Linked DNA regions of Mus musculus: region 2 is linked to region 1. Evidence: chromatin contacts called from public HiChIP or PLAC-seq data. All regions are on one chromosome and are shown on one strand. The core of a region is the stretch at or near the end of the contact, and the rest is flanking DNA. Distances in the headings are between cores, read along the strand shown.

Evidence for each region. HiChIP or PLAC-seq counts read pairs in DNA pulled down with a chosen protein or histone mark.
Region 2: an H3K4me3 HiChIP or PLAC-seq map of forebrain shows a contact between it and region 1, with 4 times the contacts expected there. The contact joins two enhancer-like sites. A contact is called at or near these places in 1 of 39 promoter capture datasets (cranial neural crest), 13 of 484 Hi-C or Micro-C datasets (the N1E-115 cell line, brain, cerebral cortex and 6 more) and 9 of 115 datasets of contacts at active chromatin or transcription factors (VIP interneurons, craniofacial prominence, embryonic basal ganglia and 6 more).

The regions. Positions count from the first base shown.
Region 1 is chr9:41,583,647-41,588,499 of GRCm38.p6, forward strand. All of the region lies in intron 4 of Mir100hg (Mir100 Mirlet7a-2 Mir125b-1 cluster host gene), which reads left to right. Among named protein-coding and RNA genes, the nearest start is that of Mir125b-1, 4.1 kb to the left of the region's middle. Within about 2 kb of position 2,820, at least 67 of the 459 cell types and tissues checked have an H3K27ac peak or open chromatin away from gene starts, as enhancers often do. A contact at or near this core is called in the N1E-115 cell line, cortical neurons and forebrain, where this site is marked.
Region 2 is chr9:41,389,256-41,394,108 of GRCm38.p6, forward strand. It overlaps Mir100hg (Mir100 Mirlet7a-2 Mir125b-1 cluster host gene), which reads left to right. Exons shown (of 5, transcript NR_131928.1): 2 at 3,939-4,044. Among named protein-coding and RNA genes, the nearest start is that of Mir100hg, 15 kb to the left of the region's middle. Within about 2 kb of position 2,861, at least 30 of the 459 cell types and tissues checked have an H3K27ac peak or open chromatin away from gene starts, as enhancers often do. A contact at or near this core is called in the N1E-115 cell line, cortical neurons and forebrain, where this site is marked.

The sequences.
Region 1 (4,853 bases), core at 1,570-4,069:
TTGAAGGCAAGATATGTACGCAGCCTATCTGATAGAAAACGGGTGCATGATCAATAAAGCTATGATAGCTGTAATTTCTCTGTGATTTCAAATGATCGGAAGACATAACTAATAGCAAATGTTTCGGTTTGTACTCTGGGGCACTTCTCTTTTCCCCAGGCTTTCTAGTGGATTCCTCCCACTCTCAGACTAAAGCAGGGTGCTCAGGCATTCAGCAGGGCGTGTGACACACAGGTTTTTATATTTTAGCAGGCAACTGCTTCATTGCAAGGGCAGGTTTCTCAACAGCCCCTCTTCCTCATGGAGCCCATCAGTGAAGTTCAGTGAAATGAATAACATAATTGGTGGTTGGTTCAATCACTACCAGTCTAGACTAGCCCAGACGCATCAATTAGTGGGGACTGTCTTTTTAGAGGGAGAGTGTAACCGAAACAAGCAGGCTATTATTGATACTGATCTTTAAAAGCGCAAATCCAGCCTGGCAGATAAAAAAAAAAAATAAGGCTGGGAGCTGCAGTGGGGGTGCACTGGGGGAAGAAAAGAGACAGGGAACTGGAGCTCAGGGCGCAGGAGGACAGGAAGCTGGAGAGAAAGGGGGGGATAATGAGTGGAACGCTCTCCTGTGCCTCCTAGGAGCACAGTTAGAATTCAGTTCACAGGGCTCAGTGGCTCACCATTTTTTACCTAGCTGAAACACACAGACACAGACACACACACAAAACCACCTCCTTTTTAAAAAGTCTTGCTTTTTTTTTTTTTTTTTTTTGGTCTGTTCAAAATCAATGCAGTTGAAATTTAACAGCTTAAGCAAGCCCACTGATAACAAGAGGAACCAGCTGAAACCCGTTTTGCAATATCTTGCCCCTCAAAGAAAAATACAGAAAATGCTTAATTTTCAAATCTCTAATTGCTCGCTTCCTTCCTTCCTTCCTTCCTTCCTTCTTTCCTTCCTTTCTACCTTCTTTTTTCTTTCTTTCTTTCTTTCTTTTTTCTTTCTTTCTTCTTTCTTTCTTTCTTCCTTTCTTTCTTTCTTTCTTTCTTTCTTTCTTTCTTTCTTTCTTTCTTTCTTCTTTCTTTCTTCCTTTCTTCTTTAAGGAGGCATGCTAGAGAAACAGTAACTCATTTTAAAATCTGGCACCTGGAATGAAATTTATGGGCAAAAACACCTTTATACAAAAAGTTTATGGCTTCCCACAGAACGCAGTGAGATTAGAATTGAGCGACTGTAACAAAGGGTGATTTGGTGATTTTGTAGGGTTTTTCTGTTTTTTTTTTCTTTTTTTTTTTTTCTGGAGGGGAAAACAGATGATTTAGAAAGTGTTAGGAACATATCAAGCCCCAGGGAAAGAAAAACGTTTGATTGGTATTAATTAAAACACTGCTAATATATTCTAATAAAATCAGATTTAACATTCTAAACTAATCCGCCTAGCATGTCAAAGGCAAAGAAAAGTATTATCTATCTTATTTGCATCTGGGCAACTCGAATGCATTTGCTCATTCGGCAGAATTAATTTCTATCACCAGTCTATTTAATCTCCTCACAGATTTAAGCAAACTTATTCTTTCAGGCTAAAAGGGCCCAGGGTGGGGAAACCATGGACGGTATTTGGAAGAGCAGTGACTGTATTTGGGGCCCATTTTCTGGCTGACCATAGTCTTTTCTCTTCATTCGTTATAATGGGATGTGGAGAACGGCAGAGATTGCAGAGTGATAAACGGCTCAGGGAGTCTTTTTTTTTTTTCTTCTTCCTCCTTTCTCTCCTTATATTATACCTGGTGGCTTATTTAAAAAATTTGGTTGCTAAATTTTAACAATGGCATTTATTTAGTGCTGCCAACCTGTTCATGAACATCTAATTTTTGTTTTCTAATTTCAGAACCTATATCATCACAGATTTCTAATGGAAAATAAATAGATAGATAGATAAACAAATAAAGGTACTTATACCAAAAACCCATTATTTTTCTTAGCTATTTTCTTTTAAGCTTCAGTCCTAAGGGTCAGTGAGGAAATATAAAATTTCAATCACCAAGAACTGAGTTCTTTGTTCTGTTTTTAAGTCAAATATCTCTTTGGGAGAATTCCATATTTTCATGGAGCATGGAGTTTCAGCTCTTTATTGCTAAGCTCTCCCGACTGATAACATCATCCTCAGATGGTATTATGGCCAAAATATTTTGCCTGAATATTAGTCTCCTGAACCTGATAGCCCATGCAAATATGAACCTAACACACACACACACACACAAAGATGAATGGGCCGGAAATGCTGAGGCCCGTATGGGTGTGTTTCTATAAGGAGGGAGTCTGCAGGCTGTGGGGAGGTAGACTGCCTGCAGTCTGCATCACGGAGGTGGCTGCAGAGATCTTTCTCCATTGCCTTTTCAAGTCTTCAAGGTAAAAGAGCAACTGCAGTTTGGTTTCACTTGTATTGTTCCATAATCCAGGCAATAAATGCTAATTAGTAATGCTCAAGGATCCGACCATTCAGAGTAATTATCATAATTTACTTCTTCCTTGTTAAAGACATTCCTTGCTGATTTTAAAAAAAAAAATCAAGTCATTCTGTCCCCCATTACATTACAGTGAGTATTCACTAGAGAGATGTTCAAGGTCCACTCAGAGCCTCATGGCTGCATTTGAAGTCACCCGACATGTGCCTTGGCTTATTCCAAGTGGAGCCACAACTTAATTTCAAAAGCAGAATTCATGTAAATGCATCGAATTCTGCACATGCACCAGGAATGTATGATTTTTATTTTACAAACCCCAAAGGCTCCTCCTTCCGGGCCCACCCCTTTTTTCTGAAACCACTTATGAGCAGAACAAAGGAATGTACTAACTGTGGAGGCAGCATTACATGTGAGCAGTCACTGCACTGTGAAGTGTGCGCTACGACAACATATTTCATCGTACAGAAGTGCGGATAATTAAATAATGCCACAGCAACCCTGACTCATTAGCAGAAAGATCTTTAAGGAGGAATCAAGAAGATGGATCCAATCAACTTGGAGAGTACTCTTCCTTCTCTGAGATCTCAAATATATTTTAGTTGGTTGGTGATTGATTCATGCAGGGCTCGAGGACAAAAGCCAGTTTCTCAAAGCCGAATGCGGATCTTTTTTAGACGAACAAACTGTATGTCTTAGATGAGTTGGATTTAACATAAGGCTTAATGTTTGGAGTCAAAGGTAGAGCGTGCCACCTTGATGCTCATTTCCCCTTTTATCCATAGATCTAAGAAATGCCCAACCCTTAACCTTTCAGTTGGCTTCCTCAACATGCATGTAGCCTCTCCTACATTTTCTAATGACGGATGTTCAAGTTCCTTATTGCTTGAACCAAGTAAGTATCATCGTCACAGAAATAAGCAACTGTACTCAGTGTCTTCCAGGGTCTCCCCCTACTCCATTTCCTTTGTCTAGGTGCTATTCTCAGTTTTCAGTGTCCATTGGTCCTTTAAGGGGGAGCTCCAGGTTTAACTTGAGGGCTATAAGCATTGGAAGAATAATTCCCATTGGATACTGTACAGAGAAGCCACCTGCAAAATGTTGACGCTGTTATTGAAGTCTCAAGTGGAGTCAGCTTTCAAAAAATTAGATATTAGATACATCCGGCATAATTTGCAATCTGTAATTATACTAATGTGCATATAGCTGTGCTTTGCTTTATCTGTAGCCTACTTGAGTGTGTCCCCATCACCCCCCATCCTCGGGCATGTCTCATGCTTGGAATTGCTTGGGAGGAGAGTGCTTTGTAAGTCAGCTTAGGGTTTTTTTTTTAATTCCTTGTTAATTAATACAAGAATAAAAGGACTTTGCTTCATGTGTGCTTCCATGAGAATGAAAGTGGAAAACCTAGATGTTGCAAACTCTTGATCTTTCAAAGGCTCCTCACTGGAGAAAATTTGAATTCTTTGCAAAATATTTGCAGTTCTTTGTGAGTTTGGTCTTCATCCTGGCTGTGGATAACTCGGAAGCACAGAGAACAACAGAAAAGTACATATTACACATAAGGAATCCATTTCCTTTGTTGGAATCAGAGACATGGCATTTGCCAGAGATGATGATTTTTAATCTAATAAAAGCAATCAAACCATTAACAATAATAAACAATTTTCTGTTTTTCCCCTCCATTTTGCATGTCACGAGATGAGTAACTGAGACTCTTATCCACTAACTTCAGTTCCCTTTTGGGGCCTCAACACGATTCCAGAGATCTACTGATGGCTCCACTGGGGAGCCCCCTCCAGCGAGCTGCCCCCCCCCCCCAAGATCTACCTATTAAGAAAAAGCCCAGGCAGATCACAGTGAGTTGGCTGGTCAGCCTGCTACTTGCCATTTGCCATGTATGCAGTAGGTGGTGAGCTTGTCGAGACAAGCTTAGAGAATTGTTACAGAGTAAGACTATGTGAGGCCCTAAGTTTTTGCTTCTTCATTCAAATTACAAAAAGGATCTCAAGAGAACTTTGCATTGAATAGATGATGCTACTCCACTGCTCTTGCAATTAGGTAGGTATAGAACCCAAAGAACAAAGCTGTAAAATTTTTAACTCTCGACAAACATGTGGAATCTGACCTTTCTCCTACTGTCCACTTCATATTCATTCCTTAAAATTCCTTTTAATAGTGTTTATAATATACATAGCATATAAAAGCCTGTTTTGCATGGGTTGGCTATATAAAACATCAAAGCCATATATAGCTTGTTTCTTTTTTTTTTTTTTTTTCAATCTTCTCACATATTCTTGGGCTTTCCATTAGTCACTACCTTTATGAATCATAGCAGTATTATAGGCACTGTCTTTTCTTAATGCAATACCATGCTAATTTATTCACGAATGAGTCGT
Region 2 (4,853 bases), core at 1,611-4,110, 190 kb before region 1:
TGCATTCTGGCTCTTATGTATCTCCAAAGGAGTAGAAATCTCAGAAATCTTGAGTTAAACTGAAATTATTAGTTCTTGTGTGCATCAACTTAATGGTTTCCCACGAATGCTTAGAATTGAACACAGGAGAGTAATGTCAGATTCAAAAGCCCCTCTGAAGGTCTTCTGAACTAACCAGTTCACATTGTAGAGGAAATAAAGAGAAAGAGGAAGAGATTCAAAGTCTTGCATGTAGTTAGAAGCAGAGTGGGATCTCAGCTTCTCAACCAGATCTCAGATCAGATCGTGGGATCTGAGAGCTCCACATACATGGGTATACGTCAGTCCTCCTGCCTCCGAGCTCCCTAGAATTAGATGGAAATAAAAACCATGAATAGGCATTGGAGGGGATTAATAGGCAAAAATTCCTGGACTTTTTTTTTTTCAGTGATTAAGAGATGGCTAATGGAGAAAGCCAATGCGAGAATTGATAAGCAATTCATCCCAAAACAATCCTAGCAAGTACTAAAAGGCCAAGGGACGTGGTGAATTGAATGTGGATGCCAATGGTGTGGAGGTATGGAGGAATCACCTATTTTATTCCTTAAAGATGTCAAATATAGTCATGTCCTCTTAGGACAGATAGGAGCAGTGGTTCTCAACCTTCTTAACACTGAGACCCTTTAATACAGTTCCTCATGCTGTGTTGACCTCCAACCATAAAATTATTTCATTGCTACTTCATAACTATAATTTTGCTGCTGTTATGAATGGTAATGTAGATGTCTGTTATGTAAGATATCTGATACGTGAACCCTGTGGGGATTGTAGCCCACAGGCTGATAACTGCCCTGGATAAGAGGAAATGCTATCCCAAGCTAGATAACAGATGAGCTTCGAGACATAACAAGGGTCTGGGGATGATAAACTTCTCACAAGGATTGGTCAGTTTTTCTCTGGCTACTTGGCCTCTCACCTGAGTTCCTGCCCAGAGCTAGTGAGCCTTTTTTTTTCCCCCAGTAAGCTGGGGAGAGAAATCCCTAGAGAATATTTCATACTCTCATGGATGTCGGTTCTAAGCTGGGCAGACCCTGATATGGTACCAGTAATGATTGTTAGCCATGGCTGTGTCACCACCATGTGGAGCCAGATGGCTCATCTGGTCCCTTCAGCCTGAGCTGCTGGAGGCAGTGAAGCCCTACTATGCATATATACCAATCTGCCATGTGGAGTCTCATCTTACCTGGTTCTTGCTAACCTGGTCTATTGGGTTCAGTTTCACCCCGACCTTCTATGTTTGGTCTTTCTGCATATTTTTGGAGATGACCACAAATGCACTTTACCCACAGCATCCTCTCCCCACTTTCAAAGCAAAATTGAAAACAGATTCTTGCATGTGCCAGGCAGAGAAGCAGTCTACCATTGAGTTAACAGCTTCCTTCCCCCACTCTCCAGACTTCTCATGTATCCGCTTATCCTATACTGCTCACAGTTGTGTCAGGGTGTGTGTGTGTGTGTGTGTGTGTGTGTGTGTGTGTGTGTGTGTGTGTGTGTGTGCATGTGCATGTATATGTATGTGTATACATATGTATATTTATAGCAGTCATCTTAAACACATATTTTTTCTTTAAAATCTTTTACTTCTAAAACTAGCATATAAAGAAATTAATTTTCTTGGGTGTGTGGGTCTATGATTTTAATTCCTGTTTGGAATCATCACTCATAGCAGAACATTTGCCATCCTAAATGTTTTCCCATACCACTGCTTTGTACTCACATACCTCTGCCATGTCCTGTCTTTAGAGCCCCAAGTTTGCTGAGAGTAGTGTATTAACGGAATTAGAAGGTGACACTTGGCAGGGAGTGGGGGTGGGGTGGGTGGATGGCGTCCTCCACTCAATACAATGTCCTTTAGGCTCATCCGTATTGCTCTGTCAGTAACTCTTTTCATTATTATTCGATCAGATCCTTACTATGCCATCCACATCAGTGTTGAACTAGCATTAATCCCCTGTCTCAGCATCTTGAGTGTTGGGATTACAGTCATAAGTTACCACATCCTCATCCAGCTAGAACTTCCTCGCTTTTGTAGCTCCATAGTGTTCCGCATGTAACAACACTGTTCTTGGTCTTCCATTCGTGGATTACGGGGCATTCTGATTCCTTCCAGCTTGGAGTGACTGGAAATAAGATTGCGATAATATCCCTCTGCTTATATCTGTGTTAATATAAGTTAGTTGTTTTCCTCTACAGTAAATGACTGTAAGCGTACCTCTTAGTTTGGATCACGTCCCCCTTTTTGAACTTGAGTGTGCTCCACCCCTTGGTCTGCTCTCAGACTAAGACCCTCGCCTTTCCTTATGGATGAGCAGACCTTGTGGATCTGCTCCTTCTCATATCTTCCATCCCACAGCCTTTCCTTTGTAAACGAGGAACTCCCAGAGCACAATTTGAGTGGAGCCCATTTTAATTCATCTAAATGTTCTCAGCTCCGTGTTTGTTGTGGCTTGGATTATTGCACCAGTAACGTAGTACCCTCTGCTGGCTGGTTCACAATGCTGGCTCTATGCCTGTGATTTAAACAAAACAAAACAAAACCCTATAGGTGGAATGGAAACAAGCAAAAGGAATGGGGTGGGGGAGGAGGGGAGAGAAGGCGGAGCTGTGAGACCTCCCATAGAAATAGCAGCCTGACAAGTACACTTCATTTATTTGATGCTACACATATAGATAAATGTTGCAATATTTTTATGGAACCTTACAATATTGTCTTCTCAATTGTAGGCAAAGATGGGCTGTCTGGAAAGCTGGACCCAGCCTGGAGCCTGCCACCCAGATTGCTATTTTGTGAAACCTTCTGCATACAAATGACTCAGATCCAAACATTCAAAAATGATCTCGGAGGGCCATCTGGTTCTCACTGGTTCTAAAAGCTTCATTCAGCCCAGGGTGTGGATCCGGTTCAAAAGATAGAAAGAGCTTTTCACAGAGAAAGGTCTAATGTGTTCCACTGACCAAAGCTGCAAGCTAGCTTTTAAAACCAGCCAGCCATGGTGCTCTGAGGGCTAGTGGATGATGACTTTCATAGGTCAGTGGAAGTCTGATAAATATTTAATTGATGATGTGTTTGTATAGTGGTTTGAACACACACACACACACACACACACAGATGCAATTTTGTATCATCAAGAAACATGTGTTAATTTGTTTGGGTGTCTGAATGAGTCCGTGATTTAGACTGAACCAGCATGTCAGGCAGGCCATGAGGTCTACCAGAGCCGTGTAATCTTTGCGATGTGTCATTTTTAATTCGTGAAGACAATACAGTCAACCTTGCAGTCCAGATGCTGGTGTTGATCGCCTTTGCTGTTTGCATGGCCTGGCTGCTTGCCTTCCTGATCAAAGGAAGGTTTGTGTCCTCTGAAGCCAGGGGATAGGGAATGCTCCTTTGGGAGGCTCACAGCACGAACAGAAGTGGGAGCTTGTGTGATCTCAGCCTCAGCTTTGGGCTACACCCAAGTTCGGAGATGAGGCATCGGGGAATAGCAAGTGAAGTGTGTATAGTCTCGGGTGGGACACTTGCTTTCCTTCTCATTCCTGTGGGTTTCACTGTCTCATCTGACAGTAATGTTCAGGGAGAAATGTGTGTTTCCATTAATGCAGTCACACCAGCCCAAAATGTCTCATATGTTGTGGTCTTGAAAACTTTTTGTTAATGGCTTCCCATACTCTAGGATGAAGAGTTCAGGCAGAGGTTGCTGGCTCCCTAAACCCAGTACAGCACTCAAAGAAGTATATTCAAGTAAAGAAGATATTCAAGGGAGTTTGTTAAATACTGGGGACAAAACCCAGCTTGTTAAGGGCACCCACGTGTGAGATGACATGGGTGAATGTTGGGACCGTGGTGCAGTCATTGTACCCCTACTCCAGGTAACTCAGCTTTCTCTGTTCACTCTTAGTGAATCCTGCAATGGACTGACCTCATCTTCCCGAGGCTGTGATGTTTCAGGAGAGTTTCACTATTGCTGACCAACTGAGACCACCAGGAGCTCCTAAGTGCAAAGAGTAAGTGTTTTCTCCAACAAGATAATGTTTCCAAAACCAAACAACTTCAGTTGACCTTATTCACCATGTCTCTTCCAGGAGACAGGAATCCTTTCTGCAACCAGAGGCTATTACGAGTGTAAGTCAAATAATAATTTTTCCATCTTCATAATCACCACAGTAGTTTCATGAACTTTGACTACCATTGAGGATCCCAGATAACTCTTTGAATTAAAAGGATAACTTTTGTATGCTATTTATTTATTTCCCCCAGGGATGCTCAGTAGGCTGTTTGGGCATTTGTGCTGATCCCTCTGCTATTGTTACACCTGGCTCGGAGTTCCTTCATCATGGGACCCGTGCACTCGGGCCTGTGGTGATGACAATACCTTTTCAGGAAGACTGTGTCTTTCATCTACACAAACCTAAAACCCTGCCTGACCACTAGGGAAGGAAGTATTGAGTGGAGTGTTAGGCACATCAGTCTCATGGCCTTGGGGAAGCTATTCACTTCTTTGAACCTCTCTCTATTTTCTGTATAAAGTGAGAGGGGGAGGTTTGAATAAGTACTTCCTTCCACTTCCAAGATCACAGAAACTTAAGGGCTGGGTGATAGGTCAAGTTTAAGAAGAGTAAAAATTCAACCATCTCTGGGAAGAACCAAATCTAGGACTCAACACAATTTGGCTTCTTAAAGGAACCTTCCTACTTCCAAGAATGATGGAGAGCTACATGGAGAGAAGTCTATGACTTGGCATTCTGAGTTACGATCTTCACCCCCCCCCCATAAGGGCTGGTGGAGGTCGAAAGCAGAATACAATTACCATTGT